2 separate regions of the Sus scrofa genome follow, and region 2 is linked to region 1. The links are chromatin contacts, called in public HiChIP or PLAC-seq maps. All regions are on one chromosome and are shown on one strand. Each heading gives the region's core, a stretch centred on a gene start, on an enhancer-like site or on the middle of the called end of the contact. The rest is flanking DNA. Distances are from core to core; before and after follow the strand shown. Region 1 holds the start of MSANTD3 (myb/SANT-like DNA-binding domain-containing protein 3). Region 2 holds the start of CAVIN4 (muscle-related coiled-coil protein).

The links. HiChIP or PLAC-seq counts read pairs in DNA pulled down with a chosen protein or histone mark.
Region 2: a contact with region 1 is called in an H3K27ac HiChIP or PLAC-seq map of skeletal muscle. The contact joins the promoter of CAVIN4 here to the promoter of MSANTD3 in region 1.

Annotation. Positions count from the first base shown.
Region 1 is chr1:242,166,052-242,170,930 of Sscrofa11.1, forward strand. It overlaps MSANTD3 (myb/SANT-like DNA-binding domain-containing protein 3), which reads left to right and starts at 2,871. Exons shown (of 3, transcript XM_005660297.3): 1 at 2,871-3,145.
Region 2 is chr1:242,308,162-242,313,056 of Sscrofa11.1, forward strand. CAVIN4 (muscle-related coiled-coil protein) reads left to right here and starts at 1,856. Exons shown (of 2, transcript XM_021066698.1): 1 at 1,856-2,632. The coding sequence starts at 2,225. It overlaps TMEFF1 (tomoregulin-1), which reads left to right. Exons shown (of 10, transcript XM_005660298.3): 10 at 596-1,717. The coding sequence ends at 680.

The DNA of each region.
Region 1 (4,879 bases), core at 1,621-4,120:
AAATGGAGAGACAATGAAAGTCAGAGGCAGAGACATAGAAAGGCACAAAAAATTGACCTCACATGAGAGAGAGAAAAATTGGTTCCTAGTGGCTCTTAGGTTCCTGTGAGGCTTTGTTTAACTTGGGTGGTTACTATTTTTCAGTACACCTAAAATTAGAGAGTTTGCATAAATCTCTGTTCCTTGCCACTAGAAAAGCCTGATGAACACAGTCTCTAATGCCCATACTTAATTCAACTTTAGGGAGACTGGATCTGGCCAGTTGAAATGGGTGGATAAACTAAACCCCAAGGTATTAATTTACAAAGAGATCTGCACTTCTCAGAACTCTGGAGTAGTCAGGTTGGATGATCAGTGCATTTTCCCTCTCTTAAGAAAACTTCAGTAGAAACAAGCTCATATGTCAAGACTGCTTGGTGAGACAATGAATTTCAACAAAAGGGAGACTAATCTCGACAGGGGGAAAGGGAAGAGTAACTTTTTAGTGGAGAAACCAGACAAACGCTACCTCAGCTGGGTGATCAAGGTTAATATTGGTAATGATAAGATAGCTTATTCTCAACAAGCTATCAGAGTTCAGTGCATCACTCACCTCCATCATGGGAATAGACCTCCTGTACTTGAGGAAGGGACAAATTACACCATGGGATGAGTGACTCCTATGGCTTCCTTTGACTCCACCCTTTTATTAACTCCACAGAGAAGTTATAGCAGCTTTATTATTAACAATATGGAGTTGGCTTGTGGCACAGTGGGTTAAGGATAGTGTTATCACTGCAGTGGCTTGGGTCCATGGTCTGGGAACGTCTACACATTGTGGGTGCAGCAAATAATAATAATAATAATAAATAATGGCTAATGTTTATTGACTTTTATGTAATTTGCACTGTACTAAGCCTTTTACAAATGCAATACCTTATTGAATCCTCAAACAATCCTATTAAGTAGGGTCACTTAACACATAAGACTCACAAAGTTTAGGAAGCTTGTCCAAAAGCAGAGAATAAGGAGGGAGCTAAGTTAGGGAACAAGAGAGCTGGGAGGGCAGTGACCACATCGCACATCATAAGATACCCCTGAAACATTTGTTTTGGAGATAGTTTACTCTCTTGATTTGAGGAGGAGATACATGATTAAATATTGAGTTTTCTGTTTCCTTAGCAGCATTTCTGCATGTGGTTCATGGCAATCATTATTTAAAATGAGCAATGACAACAAAAATAATAATGATACTGATCACGTATTGAAGTCAAGACTAGATGCTTTCATCCACCCTGGCTGGTAGGTATTATTATTCCTACCTTAGAAATGAGAAAACTAAGAGATCTAAGAGGTTAACTTAGTTTGCAAAAATATAAGCAGTGAAATCAGGATTCACATTACTTTCTGTCTCTTAGTACTTTCCCCCCATGGTAACACCTGTCAATCAAATTTCCAATCTAAATCAACTTTCTATTTTCACACCTCAATAGTTTTCTTTTGACTGTATCCCCATTAAAAAGGAAATTGTCATGGATGTCTAACATGGCTCTACAGTGGAAAATTCTAAGTGGAAATGGTGTACTGCCTTGGGTTCCAGTGAAGTGAGTGTCACGGAATTTATTTGCCAATAGCAGCTCCCTCCAGATGGTCTTGGTTTCCAAGTTCTCTGGACAGTTTCAAGCTACTTGGACACCAGACAAACTGTTGTTAAAAAAAAGGAGCAGTATAACTCTAAGTTAGAGAAAGGGTCCTTATTTTTAATTGGTGCTTCTCTCCCTAGAAGTGTTTAGGTGTTTCTTTGCAGTCAAAAGACCTGGCTCAGCCTCTTAGCCTCTGGGTCATGTGCAGCTAGGTTGTGGGAGCTGGGAGGGTGGCAATAGCCTCATGTATATTCAAGGAATAAGAAAGAAAGAAAGAGAAGAGAAAAGAAAAGAAAGGAAAAGAAAAGAAAAATAGCCAGTGTTGGTGAGGTTGTGGAGAATTTGGAATCCTCATGTATTGCTGACTGGAAGGTAAAATCATTCATTTAGCCAGTATGGAAAAACTTTTTGGCCGTTCCTCAAAAAACTAAACGTAGAATTACCCTATCCAGCAAGCCTAATCCTAGGTGTATACCCCAAATAATTGAAAACATATATACAGACAAATACATTTACAGGCATGTTCAGAGCAGCACCATCCACAATAGTCAAAGGGTAGAAATGACACAAATATCCATTAATGGATACACGTATAAACACATTGTGGTATACAAACAATGGAATATTATTTAGCCATAAAAAGGAATGAAGTACTGATACATGCTACAATCTGGAGGAACCCTGAAACATATGTGCAATGAAAGAGACCAGACAAAAAAGACTACATACCAGTCCATTGATGTGAAATGTCTAGAAGAGGCAAATCTGGAGAGACAGAAAATAATTAGTGGTTTACTTAGGGTTGAGGAGAAGAGGGAATAGGAAGTGAGTGCTATGTGTGGAGTTTCCTTTTGGGGTAATAATATTTCAGAACTAGACAGAGAAGATGAGGTTGTTCAACATTGTGAATGTAATGAATACCACTGGATTGTTGATTTTAAAAAGGTTATTTTTATGTCAGATGAATGTCATGTTAATTAGAACAAGGGAAAGCTCAACAGCCCTCTCGGCCCTTCTGAGCTTGGAATCTTACCAAGGATTCTGGGAAAAGAAACACCTAGCCCCTATCCTTGTCAGGGTACGGTGAAAGGTGGTTTGTCCTACAGTTGGATATGTTGTAAATTCATTCGTCAGCACATAAATTCCAATTTACTCAGCATACAGTGACTGAACCAGGTCCTGGGCTGCAGGAGTTATAGTCTCTACCCTTTGAGCGCAAAGCCTAGGGGGAGACACATCTCGCAAATTAAAAAAACAAAACAAAACAAAACTCTGAGATGAACCCAGCAGAGTGTTGGCTACTCAAGTAGTCAGGTACCCAGAAAGAAAAGGAGCCTTTATCCGACGGAGAGCTTGGATTGAGCTAATTTGTGCCCATGGCCGCCAAATCCCTTGCGACAAATGCATTCTTTTGTTGTTCTTCGTGGAAATGAAACAGTTTTTAAGGCCCTTCAGGAGCTCGTCCGCCAAGGTGGGAAGAGGGAATTCAATTAGCACAAGAATGTCAGCCTAGAGGGATAGTGGTGAGTAGGCTGGGGTCCCTTTTGCGCCCCGCCCAGAGCCTCAGGGGAGCCGGCGGCCCAGGCTTGGGGAGGTGGGGACTGCGCGGGGCCGCGCTCCCGCCCTCCTCGGCGCCGGCGGACCCGCAGGCGGCCGGCAGCCCGCAAGGGGGCGGCGGCTCCCGGGCTTTGTGGCTGCTGCGCGCGTGGCGGGGCCTGGCCGGCCGGGGGCGCGCCGCCGCTGCCCGGCGCTCCGGAGCCCGCGGCCCTCCCGGCGGCCCAGCCTGCCAGAGGAGCCGAGGCCGCCCGCGCTTGCATCTCGCCGGCCCCTCCCCCGATCGCCGCGGCCGCCGCGCCGCCGCTGCAGGTAGGAGGCTCCCCGGCCGGGCTGGCTGCCTCGGGGCGGGGGCGCGGGCCTGGGGTCGGCGGAGGCGCGGGCCAGGCGTGCCGGGGCCGCGGGGCAGCCTGGGCGGGCTTCCGGCCCAGGCGCCGCGACCCCTGCCCCGCAGGCCGGGCGGCAGACTCCGCGCGTCCTGATGGGACTCGGTGAGTGGAGCCGGCCTGCAGCGTACAAAGCCCCAGGGCGCAGATCTCCGGGAGATGAGGCGGCGCACTGGGGTCGGAGGACTCTAGACCTCCCGGGACTGAGGAGCCGTTTGGGAGGAATCCAGATGACCCACAGTCCCCAGGTCTATCCATCCCGGGGTCCCCACTGTATGCTGGGCACTGTGCTCGGCGCTTTTCCATACTTGTCTCCTTTAAGACCTCTTGTGCCCCTTTCAGGGGTGTAATGGGGAGGGATCCCTTACTCGGAGGCCGAAAGCCGAGCATCCCATCGGTGACTGCCTGACCTTGGGAAAGCGCCTTTACTTCCAGCCCTGGGTGCTGCTTCTGTAAATGGGGGTGAGATTGGGGGCCGGTGGCGGTGGAGTGCTCGAGGTAATGCCTGCACTCCCAGGCGCTATTGTGAGAGGCGTACCTATCTATGATCATTTAATGTACATAAATGATCATAGCTAAATTTTGAGTACTTTCTATGTACCAGGCCTTAAGTACCAAACAGTTGGCATGAGTTACCTAATTAAATCATCGCACTAGCGCTGTGGATGTAGCTACTGTAAATTGCACAAGTAATCTTTATTTAGGAATAGGAAATGGAGAAGAATTTGGTCTCCCTGTTTTGATTCAGGAGATTGGGTATTTCTTAGGTATCATAACATTTTAGATTATAAATGTTTCTGCAGTATCAGGAGAGTGATTATAGGATGCAGGGATGTGTTTGTTATACTTTCAAATCCAGGAGATAGGATGATATCAGGGCTAGGGGTCTTCATTTCAGCATGCATGTCAGATAAGTCAGTTGTGACATAGTTCCTGAGTCAGGACTGAGGATGCTATGGGAGTTTGGGGCCAGAGAGAGACAAGGGGTGGACTGGGAGGAGAAGGGAGGATTCTAAAGCTCTGCAAGAGGATCTGGAGGAAGGGACCAGGATCCACCACCCCAACAGCTTTCTGGACCAGGATTCCGTCCTGTCCTTAGAGACCAAGCATCCTGTCTGAAGGGAGGGGAGGAAGGGATCCTGGGGTGAGATCAGTGACTTGTCTCTTCTTACTCCCAAGCCACTCCCGTAATATTCATATGGATGGAGAGTTCAGTGATGAGGCCTCCCAAAATGTCATGGTTTTTCTTCTCATGATTCTTGAAATTCTTTTAATATGCTTGAGGATATTGGAACACTCACCCACCCTAAAGGTTGG
Region 2 (4,895 bases), core at 606-3,105, 140 kb after region 1:
AGTTACAGAACAATGAGAGCAGAGCCAAGAATATCCCTTATCCCCAGCAGGGCAGTTCTGTACCAGGTTCTGTGGTTTGCCCAAGCAGGGTATGAAACAGATTCTCCTGAGTCATTGTCTAAAATCACAAAGCATTTCCTGTGTATTCTGATCTGGGGTTAATAAGCACATTTCTTTGTGATTTTTCCTTTATCTAAGCTGTCCTTGTCATTTTGGGAGTGTCATCATGCTCAGGGAAAAGTACATAGTCCAGGATCCTTTCTCCTGTCGCAAGTTCATGTGTTAGCAGTCACTGTGGCTTGGGAGTTGTCAGGCTAGAAGGGTAGGGTTCCTTTCAGGGGTGCATATGCAGCAGGGGGACCCTGGGAATGTTTTGTTTGTGTTCATACCTGCACTGTATGTATAACCCTCTTGCCTCCCAGCTTTGTAGGGCAGATAGCAATCTGACTTGTTGGTCTGTCATAAAATAGCATCTCTTTCCCTTTCATGTGATCACATGTAATACGGCTTTCTGTGTGAAGTGTGTGTTACCTCTGGAAACATTTGAAATATCCTAGGCAAAATGACCTTTTTCTTTTTTTCTTTTTCTTAACAGAAAATGCCCTAAAAACAATAGAGGACGAAGACAGAAGCAAAACTTAGGTCATTTTACTTCAGATACGTCATCCAGAATGGTTTAATCCGATGACTTTTATATGTACACTGACCATGTGATGTACATTTATTATGTCTTTTTTTAAAGAATGGAAATATTTATTTCAGAGGCCTTATTTTTGGACATTTTTAGTGTAGTACTGTTGGCTCGTATTTAGAATATATAGCTACAGCAGTTTTGGACTGTTTAGTAGTCTTTGTTTTATGTTTTTAAATACAGAAATTGATTTCACAAATTTGTACCACATGGTAATTCTAAGACTTGCTCTTTACCCATGGAATGTAATATTTTTGCAAAGATGGACCACTTCACAAATGGTTATAAAGTCATACCCACTTCTTCCACAGTGACCACAGCAAATGACCAAGCATGAACTAAAGGTAAAAGATGTTTACAGATTACTTTTCTTACAAAAAAAAAAATCTAGAAGACACTGTGTTTAGACATTTAAATGTTTTTGAGATTTATTAACTGATTTTTTAGACACTGCCTATCGCATGAACTGTAAAGCTGTGTGTGTTAGATGTAAATTATTTATAAGATGTATGGGCTGGAATTTGATTATTTCTCTCTTTGGAAAAATAATTCTGAATTAATTTTAAAAAGTGTCTGGTAGCAATGATGGAACAGATCACTGAAAAGTAGATTTAGATGTTGTGAAAATAGTCATTAACAAACAGATTGGAATAAAGCCTACTCTATCATTTAAACTACTTTAATACACATTCATTTTTAAAGAAAATACTTGTTTTAACATAAATAAACCAATTGTATCAGTGTTTGTGAATAAAATGCAAAAATGATTGTTAATGATTGGTGCTCTTCAAGTGAGCTTAAAAATCATCTAAGACCTCTATCCAAATTTGTCCTGTAGTAATAGCTGTATTAATAGATTGTTGGTGTTTAAAGATCTGAAGTGTGAATAGAATGTATTCAGCTGTTTAACATGTAGTTTAGGTATTCAGAAGTATGCATGTAGAATTAAAAAATATGTTCAAAATTAAATATTAATTTTAATATTTGGTTTGGAAAAGCATGTTATAATATAATGTTTTCACTATATGGCTTCTGTTTTGGTGTGTTTATTTACTGCATTCTTTCATATCAATATATCAGTACATTTAATGTGTGAAATTAATAGAAAAAGTAGATATCAGTTCAAAATTCCCATTTGCTTTTACAAAAACTGCTGGAAATTGTCTAAAGGCAAAACTTCACCCAGTACTAAGAGTTTGCTTTTTTGGTTATTTGGCTTCTAGGCGTAATATTAGTAACATGGTGGCCTTAGGGAACTTTCTTTTAAACAAGCTTTCCTCTCTACCCACACAGTCTTATTTGAGTCCCTTAGTCAGTCAGTAAGCATGTTGGAACAGCACCCAGTGCTTTGCAAGGGTTCATATTGCAGAAGAGTCACGTATGGGTATTTGTAGTTACAGATACTTGACCAGTCTCCAGGGGTGGGGTTTCCAACCCTTTAAACAACCCTGTTGCCTGTTATCAAGCTAACTTTTTGCTCTTAGTGCCAGAATTGATTTTGGTAAGAACGTCTTTCACTGAGAAACAAATAAAATGGAACATAATGGGTCTGCTTCAAATGCTGATAAAATCCAGCAGAACCGCCTGTCGCATGTTACAGAAGATGAAGACCAAGACGCCGCTCTTACCATTGTGACTGTCCTGGACAAAGTGGCTGCCATTGTGGACAGTGTGCAGGCAAGCCAGAAGAGGATAGAGGAGAGACACAGAGAGATGGAAAATGCCATAAAGTCCGTCCAGATTGACCTGCTGAAGTTTTCACAGTCACACGGCAACACAAGCTATGTCATTAACAAGTTGTTTGAGAAAACCCGAAAGGTCAGTGCTCACATTAAAGACGTGAAGGCCCGCGTGGAAAAGCAACAAACTCACGTGAAAAAAGTTGAAGCCAAGCAAGAGGAGATAATAAAGAAGAACAAATTCCGTGTGGTAATATTCCAGGTGAGCTTGCACCTGAGCTTAGCTTGATTACTGCCATCATGTGCATCCTTCAATTGCCGAGAGGTCACAGTTTCCAGTGTCACGTTGTAACTGTTGTGTATACGTGTGTGGTGGGATTCTGTGTCATCAGAGAGCTCAGGGTAAAACCATGTCTGTGTTCACCGGTGTACTGTCATGTCAGTGCTTTGAGCTTCTCAACCATTTCGTGAAATGTGAACTGTGGGTCTAGCTGAGTCTATTTCTTGCCTTTGAAACTTAATATTGGTAAGCCTCTTTTGGCGTATTAGCCATATTAGCATGATGCTCTCTCGTATCCTTTGAGAAGATAGAACTAGAAGGTGTCAAAGAAGCCTCTAATTAAAAACACCTCTTTGTTGTATGAAACAAGAAACCGAGGACCTATAGTTCTTTATTATGGAGAGCCCGGAAAGCCCTAAACAACGAAATGTAAACTTTTCATGATGTAGATTTGTCTTTTGGAATTTTTACATATAATAATGTGTAAGCCATAGTGGTAAGAAAAACACTGAACAGATAGTTCTTCTTTATTATTATTTATAGTTATATACATGTAGGAGTCACATAAATAATTTCTTATATTTGATGGTAAAGTTTTTTTACTTAGCTAATTTAAAGTGATAGTTTTTGTGTGGCACTGTATATTGAGCTAAGAAGTTCCTTACTCTGCATTTGACACCCGTATTTTTTGAAATAGGAACACATCCATGGCAAATACCTACTATCTATAATATATTTAAAAACTCACAAATTGAAAGGGAAAAGTTGAACTTTTCTTCATGGTAGAAAATTGGAAAGTCATTATCAATCAGTTTACAAAAGACAAAATAAATGAGCAAAAGTCCACTTTCACCTATTTAAATATTTGCAGTTACTGAAACATACTCTCAGATTTTAAGAGTAGGAGATAATGAGCATTTTCATATTCTGCAGGTAGCAGTATTAATGGGAACATTGCTGGAGGGTGGTTTTGGTAGTATGTGTGAAGAACCTTAAAAATTCACATACATTTTGGCCCCAGAATTTCACGTCAAAGGCTTTGTTGTAAGCGTAAAATCAGGAATGTGTGTGGCGCTGTTCACTCGTGCATATATGCAGTGTTATCACACGGTATTTTAAAATGGATGTATGCCTGTATGCATAGAAAAAAACCTAGAAAAATGAAAACAACGTGAAATAGGAACACAGTTGGATTGCAGGCAGGTATTTGTAAGATACCAAGGATGTCGTCCGTAACTCCCCAGGACTTTCTTTATACTTCAGTCAGTTTTCCGTAGCCCACTGTTGACGTTTAAGGTAACACTGCAATGGAGGAGTGTTATCTTGAATTTGTTTTTAAGAGCCTGTTGGTTATTTAGGAGGAAGAATCAGAGGAAAGAGAAGGGTTGCTTATTTCAAAGGCAGACACGTTAGACTATGCCCTCTAAACATCTTTACCTTTTCCCTCTCCTGTCAGGTCCCTGGAAGCCCTTCTTTAGACTTAAATTTTTTTGGGGGAAAAAAAAAGTCATCTTACTCTCAGAAAGCAGTCTCAGTGTTCTTGTCTATAATGGGGATGTAGATTTCGTACTGAAGGATGTGGTATTCATTCTTGAAGTTGCTTTCCAAGGACATTAACGGTAATGGTATATTTCACCCTCCCTGTGCATGAGACATGACAGGAAACATTCTTGGTATCCAGCATTTCTCCTGAGAACCTTTGTGTGAAGAGTAGACCAGGTTCTAATTAAGATTTACCAAGGCTATGGAGTTCCGTCGTGGCACAGTGGTTAACAAATCCAACTAGGAACCATGAGGTTGCGGGTTCGATCCCTGCCCTTGCTCAGTGGGTTAAGGACCTGGCATTGCTGTGGCTGTGGTGTAGGCTGGTGGCTACAGCTCCGATTAGACCCTTAGCCTGGGAACCTCCATATGCCGCAGGTGTGGCACTAGAAAGAGGTAAAAAGACCAAAAAAAAAAAAAAAAAAAAAAATTACCAAGGCTAATAAATAAAGCAGAGAAGTTTCTGAAAAGTAGTAATTGCCTTTTGTTTGTCTCTTGACATAGTTCTTTTTTTTTTTGTAAAGTTGTTTCTCTCTTCACCTGTTTCCTCCCTGAAACTTGAGCCCCTACAGTTACTTGAATGAACAGAAGATGATATGAAAAAAGTGAGTGAGAGGCACAAGACTATGAAGAGTCTGTGAAGTTAAATTGTTCAGAGTAAGCAGCACTTTGTCAGTAAGCATTTGCTATTTCCTGTGGTGGA